2 separate regions of the Mus musculus genome follow, and region 2 is linked to region 1. A link is a contact called in public Hi-C data. All regions are on one chromosome and are shown on one strand. Each heading gives the region's core, a stretch centred on a gene start, on an enhancer-like site or on the middle of the called end of the contact. The rest is flanking DNA. Distances are from core to core; before and after follow the strand shown.

The links. Hi-C and Micro-C count contacts between places; a contact is called where the count stands out from the background.
Region 2: a Hi-C map of bone marrow-derived macrophages shows a contact between it and region 1, with 22 read pairs. The contact joins two enhancer-like sites. A contact is called at or near these places in 3 of 15 datasets of contacts at CTCF or cohesin (the NIH/3T3 cell line and embryonic stem cells), 159 of 484 Hi-C or Micro-C datasets (the 3T3-L1 cell line, the AML12 cell line, the AtT-20 cell line and 95 more), 14 of 115 datasets of contacts at active chromatin or transcription factors (CD8 T cells, the HPC-7 cell line, astrocytes and 10 more) and 1 of 9 other capture datasets (adipose tissue).

Annotation. Positions count from the first base shown.
Region 1 is chr11:87,210,174-87,213,994 of GRCm38.p6, reverse strand. All of the region lies in intron 22 of Trim37 (tripartite motif-containing 37), which reads right to left. Among named protein-coding and RNA genes, the nearest start is that of Trim37, 85 kb to the right of the region's middle. Within about 2 kb of position 1,469, at least 24 of the 459 cell types and tissues checked have an H3K27ac peak or open chromatin away from gene starts, as enhancers often do. A contact at or near this core is called in bone marrow-derived macrophages, where this site is marked.
Region 2 is chr11:87,516,731-87,520,598 of GRCm38.p6, reverse strand. It overlaps Tex14 (testis expressed gene 14), which reads right to left. Exons shown (of 31, transcript NM_031386.2): 15 at 3,825-3,868; 16 at 862-944. Among named protein-coding and RNA genes, the nearest start is that of Rnu3b2, 47 kb to the right of the region's middle. Within about 2 kb of position 2,483, at least 29 of the 459 cell types and tissues checked have an H3K27ac peak or open chromatin away from gene starts, as enhancers often do. A contact at or near this core is called in bone marrow-derived macrophages, where this site is marked.

The DNA of each region.
Region 1 (3,821 bases), core at 220-2,719:
CATAACTATAATTTTGCTGTTATGAATTGTAATGTAAATATCTGATATGCAATCCTGTGGCGGTTACAACCCATAATTGAGAACCACTGTTCTAAAGGACTCTTAACATTGTCTAAAAATCTTGCCTTCCCTGAAAGACTGTGCACTCATGGAGTGGGACCAAATTAATGGACTTTGCCCTTTTTCCTTGTCCATCAACAAATGATACAAGATCAAGCTAGGAAGTTGTTGCTGGCCCTGAGAAAGGTTTCCTTGTTGCTAAAGACATAGAAAATTAACAAACCTTGCCCATGAATCCTCAGGATGTGATTCAGAGTTCTTACCAAGTTTGCAACAGAAGCAACTATCTTGTCATTTTCAAAAAAGCTAGCCAATTCACTGAGACTTCTAGTTCACTGATATGACACAGAAAAGAAAGAGAGAGAGAGAGAGTGAGAGTGGAGAGCAGGCAGGCAGGCAGGCAACTATCAGCCAAATGAAGAGGTTCGCATCTGCAATCCCAGCATCGAGAGGCTCAGGAGGGAGAACTGCTATGAGTTCACAGCCATCCTGGGCTATTCACAGTGAAAATATGTCTCAAAATGGGGAGTGAAAGGCAGCTGCCAGGATGTAGCTGCTCTGCTGAACTCCTGGGTTCCACTGTTAACACATGAAAAATAAGCATACAGCTCAAGCCTAGAATCCCTGTTCTTTGGAAGTACAGTCAGGAAGATCAGAAGTTCAAGTCCAAGGCTAGCCTGGGCTACATAGTAACAAAGAAATACAGAGGCATACCCACATTGAACAGCTAAGTTTTCTAACTCTGAAAATACCCTATCACACTTAGGCATGTCTCACTTAAGACTTCTAAACAAGAGTGCTACTTTCATTACATTAATTTTATTTATTTTTGAATAGCTCGTCTTGATTACCCTAAAGGTGATCAGCACTAGTAAGCCATCACAGGTTGTATAACTCATCTGCTAGCTAATCTGGAGCAATGTTTTTAATAGCTGTGACAAGACTTTTCTCTGAATTGGGTATTCAGTCTTCAGTTTACAGAATTGTACAGCTTATCAATGGCGTGTGTGTTGTTTTTGTTGTTGTTAAATTAGGCTGCCAGTATAAAATCGTTAAAAAGAAGACAAATAGAAGGTTGTCCCAATTAGTTCCAGTTAGAAAGGAATGGGTCTGTTTATGACCATTATGTCTAAAAAAAACAAACAAAAACAAAAAAACAAAAAACAAAACCCAAAACACAACAAAGCAATTACATTGCACTGATACTTGGGAGCCGGGCGTGCTGACACATACCTACAACTCCAGCACTGGGAGGTCTGACAGGACTGAATTCTAATGTGATAACCAGACTGTATCAAAAACCCAAACCTAAAAACAACAAAAACAGAACAAAAATCCCCCGTGATCTTTGTAGTTCCGAACTCCCAGCTATTAAAGCAGAGAAATGAGGCCTTAAAGTTTCTTCAGACAGCCTCTTCCTCAAGGAGGAAGAGAAACCACAGCGACATGACAGAACACTTCCTCCATTTGACACAGTAAGAACTTTTTCCCCACGCCCCTTTTAACTTGACTTTTGGTCTTAAGACACATGGATTTAAGATAAGCCCACTCCTCACAATCTGACTGCTACTTCTACTCTGGCCTCAGACGTACTGGCTCATCACCTGACTGTCTACTCATGCCTTCAAGTGAAACTTCCAAGGGTACATTACAACTCAAGCATACAGAGATGGAAATTCTAAGCACTGACTCTAGGTTCAAATTCTAACCCTTACAAGGACCATTTCTGTGACTTTCAGTGAGGTAAGTTATATTTCTAAGTCTTTTTAAAAATTTTTTTGTTTTTTTAAATTATTTTCTTTATTTACATTTCAATTGTTATCCTCTTTCCTAGTTTCCCCTCCAAAAATCCCCTATCCGACTCCCCTCTGCCCCCTCCCCCTGCTCACCAACCCACCCACTCCCACTTCCTGGTCCTGGCATTCCCCTATACTGGGGCATAGAACCTTCACAGGACCAAGGGCCTCTCCTCCCACTGATAACTGACTAGGCCATCCTCTGCTACATATGCAACTAGAGCCATGACTCCCACCATGTGTTTTCTTTGAGAGATGGTTTAGTCCCAGGGAGCTCTGGGGGTACTGGTTAGTTCATATTGTTGTTCCTATGGGGCTGCAAGCCCCTTCAGTTCCTTGGGTCCTTTCTCTAGCTCCTTCACTGGGGACCCTGTGCTCTGTCCAATAGATGGCTGTGAGCCTCCACTTCTCTATTTGTCAGGTACTGTCAGAGCTTCTCAGAAGACAGCTTTATCAGGCTCCTGTCAGCAAGCTCTTCTTGGCATCCGCAATAGTGTCTGGGTTTGGTGGTTGTTTATGGGATGGATCCCCAGGTGGGGCAGTCTCTGGATGGTCATTCCTTCAGTCTCTGCTTCACACTTTGTCTCTTTAACTCCTTCCATTGGGTATTGTTCCCCCTTCTTCTTGAGTTTCATGTGTTTTGCAAATTGTATCTTGGGTATTCTGAGCTTCTGGACTATCCACTTATCAGTGAGTGCATATCATGTGTGTTCTATTTCTAAGTCTTAAATCACTTGTTTGTAAAATCAGAAATAAAAGAAGTTAATGACTATAAAGAATAATTTTGAGAATAACATAGCAAGAACTTACTAAATATCAACTTTTTTGATGATATACTTTTAGTTCCTCTATCAGAACACTTATCACACAATATTATCAAAGGCTATTTACCAGTGTCTTCAATATCTAATCTCTACTTCTTAAGTGGTTCTTCCCACCTCTCCCCTCCTACCACACATACACAGCATACCTTAAAAAAGCTACAGTTTGCCTGGCGGTGGTGGCGCATGCACTTGGGAGGCAGAGGCAGGTGGATTTCTGAGTTCGAGGCTAGCCTGGACTACAGAGTGAGTTCCAGGACAGCCAGTACTATACAGAGAAACCCTATCTCCAAAAAAAAAAAAAAAAAAAATCTACAGTTTGTTTTATTAGTTAGTACCTGTAGCCCACTATGCAAGTGTGTCTCAAGGACTATTACCCTGGTCAGACTATTACACTGACCAGGACAGCCAGAAGTATATGCTAGCATCTCTCTGTGTGTTATAAACAATAATTCATCAATGACTGAAATTCAAATGAAGTGGAAAGTAATACTGGGGGAAATCAAAATATTTTTGAAAGTTGTTCTTTTTTGCTAACCTATAAAAGATAGAGGAAGAACAATGACTTAAGATTGTTTTAAATAACTTGTATTGCTAAAATAACCAGATATTTTATTTGATATCTTAGAAGAAATGTTAAAAATTATAACTGAGGCTCATCTGCAGAGATGAAGCAGGTTGTTTTAGGGGATGCTAAACAGTTAAGCCAAGGAATTCTTCCATCAGAGCAAAGGAATGCTGACGAAATGACTCCAGTTAAGAGTGAGTACTACAACTAGAGAACTAAATTCAGTTCCCAGCACCTACAGCAGGCACATCAGCCTACAGGTAACTCCAGCCCTAGTGAGAGCTAATGCTGTTGGCCTCCTTGGGAACTTACTAGCACACACATATACATACATATGAAAAAAAAGCAAGGGCTGGTGAGATGGCTCAGCAAGTAAGAGCACCTGACTGCTCTTCCTAAGGTCCGGAGTTCAAATCCCAGCAACCATATGGTGGCTCACAACCATCCATAACAAGATCTGACTCCCTCTTCTGGAGTGTCTGAAGACAGCTACAGTGTACTTACATATAATAAATTTAAAAAAAAAAAAGCAATTTATAGACATTAATCAAAATGGACCTCAAAGGCAGTAGGTAG
Region 2 (3,868 bases), core at 1,234-3,733, 310 kb before region 1:
AACACTAGAGACAAGAAATTTTAACCTTAAAAGATAGAATACTATTGCAGCCATCTCCTAACAATAACTGCTGGAGTACACTTTCATTGTCCTTATCTTGCCCGCTTGCCTTTAAGGGGAGGGGATGACAAAGAGCTACGACCGACTACAGGAAATTCCCCCAATTAATATCCCATGCTGCTGAATTCCAGTTGCAAGCAGTAGAGAACTTACAGGTGGATCCTCTGCTGACTCAATGAGGAAAATCCTAACTGAAATTCCCAGGTTATAGAACTCACCATTTGCCTGACCTTTCTAGACCACACTGAGCCCAAATCTTTGGGAGCGACTACACACCTAGGAAGCTGTTACAGAAGAGTATTACAGAGTATGTGAGAGAAACACTGCATATTCTCCATTTTAATAACGTTTATGGGTTAAATACACTGTGCACTGTTTTACTACATGCTATACAATATATATCTATACAGATGATAGAAACTTTTCCTACAATTTTAAAAATAGGAAAGCACTTTTCTTCTACAGTCTAATCAGAAGAGCTGTGCTTTCATTATCCAACAGTCTTGTAGAAGAAAAGGGTTCGTGTGTATGAAACAGTGTTATGATCCTAGTCAGTGAAGCCTGTGCTAGATTTAAAAGGCACGCCCTAGGTTCACACCCAGAACCATAAAACAAACAAAACTGATGATAATCAAGAATTAGAGTTTTCACTCATCAGCTGAGCCTGCATGCCTATACCCATAATACTCAGGGATCATGAGGCTAAGGCCAGCTGAGCAACATAGTGAGATCCTGTCTCAAAAAAAAAAAAACAATAAATAAATATTACCTTAAATAATAAACCCATGACTTCATACTTACATCTCCATTTCAAGTGTGCCTCTCCATTATCCTCATTATTTCTTGACTTAGTAGCATAGATTTCAGAAGACACAGACGCCATACTGATCCAAAGTTGTATCATTCAGGGTAGAAGTGACATAGATACAAATAACATCTATTTGTTCATGTTCCTAACAGAATTCAAAACCCATAGCCCTCCTTCCCTACTCCTAGTTGACGCACTGACTCAGACTTACCACCAGAGAGCACCACATCACCAGACTAAGGCCCTCCACCTGCCAGCCCTTTGAGGACTGGATGACTCAGGTCTTCATGAGTGTCCTGAGTCAGATAAGGGTGCACGAGTTAGCTGAGTAACTCTTCACTTGGATCCCTGATTCCCTACACCTTTCCTGGCTGAGAAATAAAAAGGGTGAGTAAAAATCTCTCTATAATGTTGTTGTTAATATCCAACTTCTAACAGTGTTCCTGGGAGATCTTCAGAAGTAGAAGAAACTGACAGTGTCTGTTCTTGGCTGTTGCCAAGTCTACCCTGCCCCCAATAAGACAAATCACACACATTAAAGGTTCTGCTTGGGCCTTTCTATCAAAATTCTCTGGCACCAAACTGACACCGGATGCAAGGATCTTAAGGCACAACAAGTACCCTGAAGAACAAAGTTTTTCTGGTTTCAGGATCCTGCTTGCTTAGTAGGACATCTGTCTTGTGTTAGTGAATGTCAGTCTCTCTGAACCAAGCTTCTTCACCTGCAAATCAGAGCAGTCTCTCTTCCTCTAAATACCCCATGATTTTACCCATTTTGTCATGTATTAAAGTAGTCCTTCAGGGATGGGCATGGGGTACATGCCTTTAATCTCAGTCTTCTGCAGGCAGAGTTGGCAGATCTTGGTGAGTTCCAGGCCAGGCAGGACTATAAAGTGAACCCCTGTTTCAAATACTAGCAACAATACTAGAAACAATAAATAATAATAATAACAACAACAACTCTTCAAAAGTTTGTGATCCGTGGCCCAGCTATGAAATCCTTGTTGCTCAGAATGCACTACCACCCAGCTGGACCAGAAATGAGAGATCAGATCTGACCAGATGCTTCCAAGAGCTTTTTGGCAACAACTATGAAAGATCTGTAAAATGTTCAAAGCCTGTAAAGAATTCTGCTCCTGGGAAACTATCCTGAATACTTAACCAAAAATATAGAAAAAAAAACTGGATCTTTTTTTAAAAATTTTTTTCTGTTGTTTTTTGAGACAGGGTTTTTCTGTGTAGCCCTGGCTATCTTGGAACTCACTCTGTAGTCCAGGCTGTCTTCAAACTCAGAATTTCACCTGCCTCTGTCTCCCAAGTGCTGGGATCAAAGGCAGGTACCATCATGCCTAGACTGAACTTTTTAAAGTCACAATGACCTTGCTTTCAACAGAATTAAAAAAAAAAAAAAAGAAAAAAAAACAACATAAAGCTCAACAATGAGAAAAATTTCAAAATTTCAGAATAGATTTACAGAAGTTTTAAAAAAAATAGCATAGCCTGTGAAGTGAAATTTATGTATTTATGCAGTTTTTTAAAGAAATCTATGTAGCCCCGGTCAGCCTCTACCTCCTAGTGCTGAGATTATAGGCATGAGTCATTATAACTTCCTTCTGCATGATTCGCCAGCACATTTATCTGTGCCCAGGGCCTGTGGAAGGTAGAAGAGGGCATTGGATCCTTTGGAACTGGTTACATATGGTTCTGAGCTGCCATATGGTTGCTGCTGGGAACTGAACTGCGTGAGAGCAGCCATTGAGCCATCTCTCCAGCCCTCTTTTTTGTTTTTTGTTTTTGTTTGTTTGTTTGTTTTGAGACAGAGCATCTCTGTAGCATGCCTGGCCTGGAACTCACTATATAGACGATGCTGACCTTAAACTGTATCTCCCTCCAAAATGCTAGGATCATATGCATATGCCACATTTTTATTTCTTTGGGAGGGAGTGTGGTGGCACACACACTGAAATGCAAAAGAGCAAGAGATAGCTCAGTGGTTAAGAATACTTGCAGAGCACCTAGGTTCAGTTCTCAGAAACAACATAGTGGCTAAAAGACCATCTTTAACTAGAGTTCTAGGGATCCCATGGGTATGCACATATATGGTATACAGACACACATCCATGCAGGCAAAACATCCATACTCATAAAAATGAATATTTAAAAAAATATAATAAATGTAGTCCAGCATTGTGGCACACACCTTTAATCCTAGCACTTGGGAGACAGAGGCAGGAGTCTGATGCTAGTCTGGTCTACAAAGTGAGCCTCAGGCCAGCCAGGGCTACATAGTAAAACCAATCTCTAAAATAATAACAAGGCTGGTGAGATGGCTCAGCAGTTAAGAACACAGGCTGTTCTTCAGGAGGTCCTGAGTTCAATTCCCAGCAACTACATGGTGACTCATGACTATATATAAAGGGATCTGATGTCGTCCTCTTCTGTTTTTTGGTGTTTTTGGTTTTTTTGTTTTTTGTTTTTTTCAAGACAGGGTTTCTCTGTGTAGCCTTGGCTGTCCTGGAACTCACTCTGTAGACCAGGCTGGCCTTGAATTTAGAAATCTGCCTGCCTCTGTCTCCCAAGTGCTGGGATTAAAGGCGTGCGCCACCACTGCCCGGCTTGATGTCCTCTTCTGGAATGCAGGTGAGCTTGCAGACAGAGCACACATACATTAATTAATTAACACATAAATTTAAAATAATATAATGGTAATAAAATTTTAAATTATCTAGAGCATTCTGGAAAGGTAAAATGCTTTATCACTAATATTGATAAATTCTATCTAAGCTGTCATCCATTTGGCTTGTGATGTCTCCTGCAGGTTTCCATTAGAATCGGTTTCTGTGTTGTTTTTATTCATTATTCAGAATCGATGTCATTAATCAGATGATCAGTAAGTGTTCTAACCACATGAGACTATTAAGGCATATGACACAAAGAACAATAATTGTGAACTCACCTCCTACTATTTTGGTTTGTATTTTTTTCCAAACTCTCCCTTGC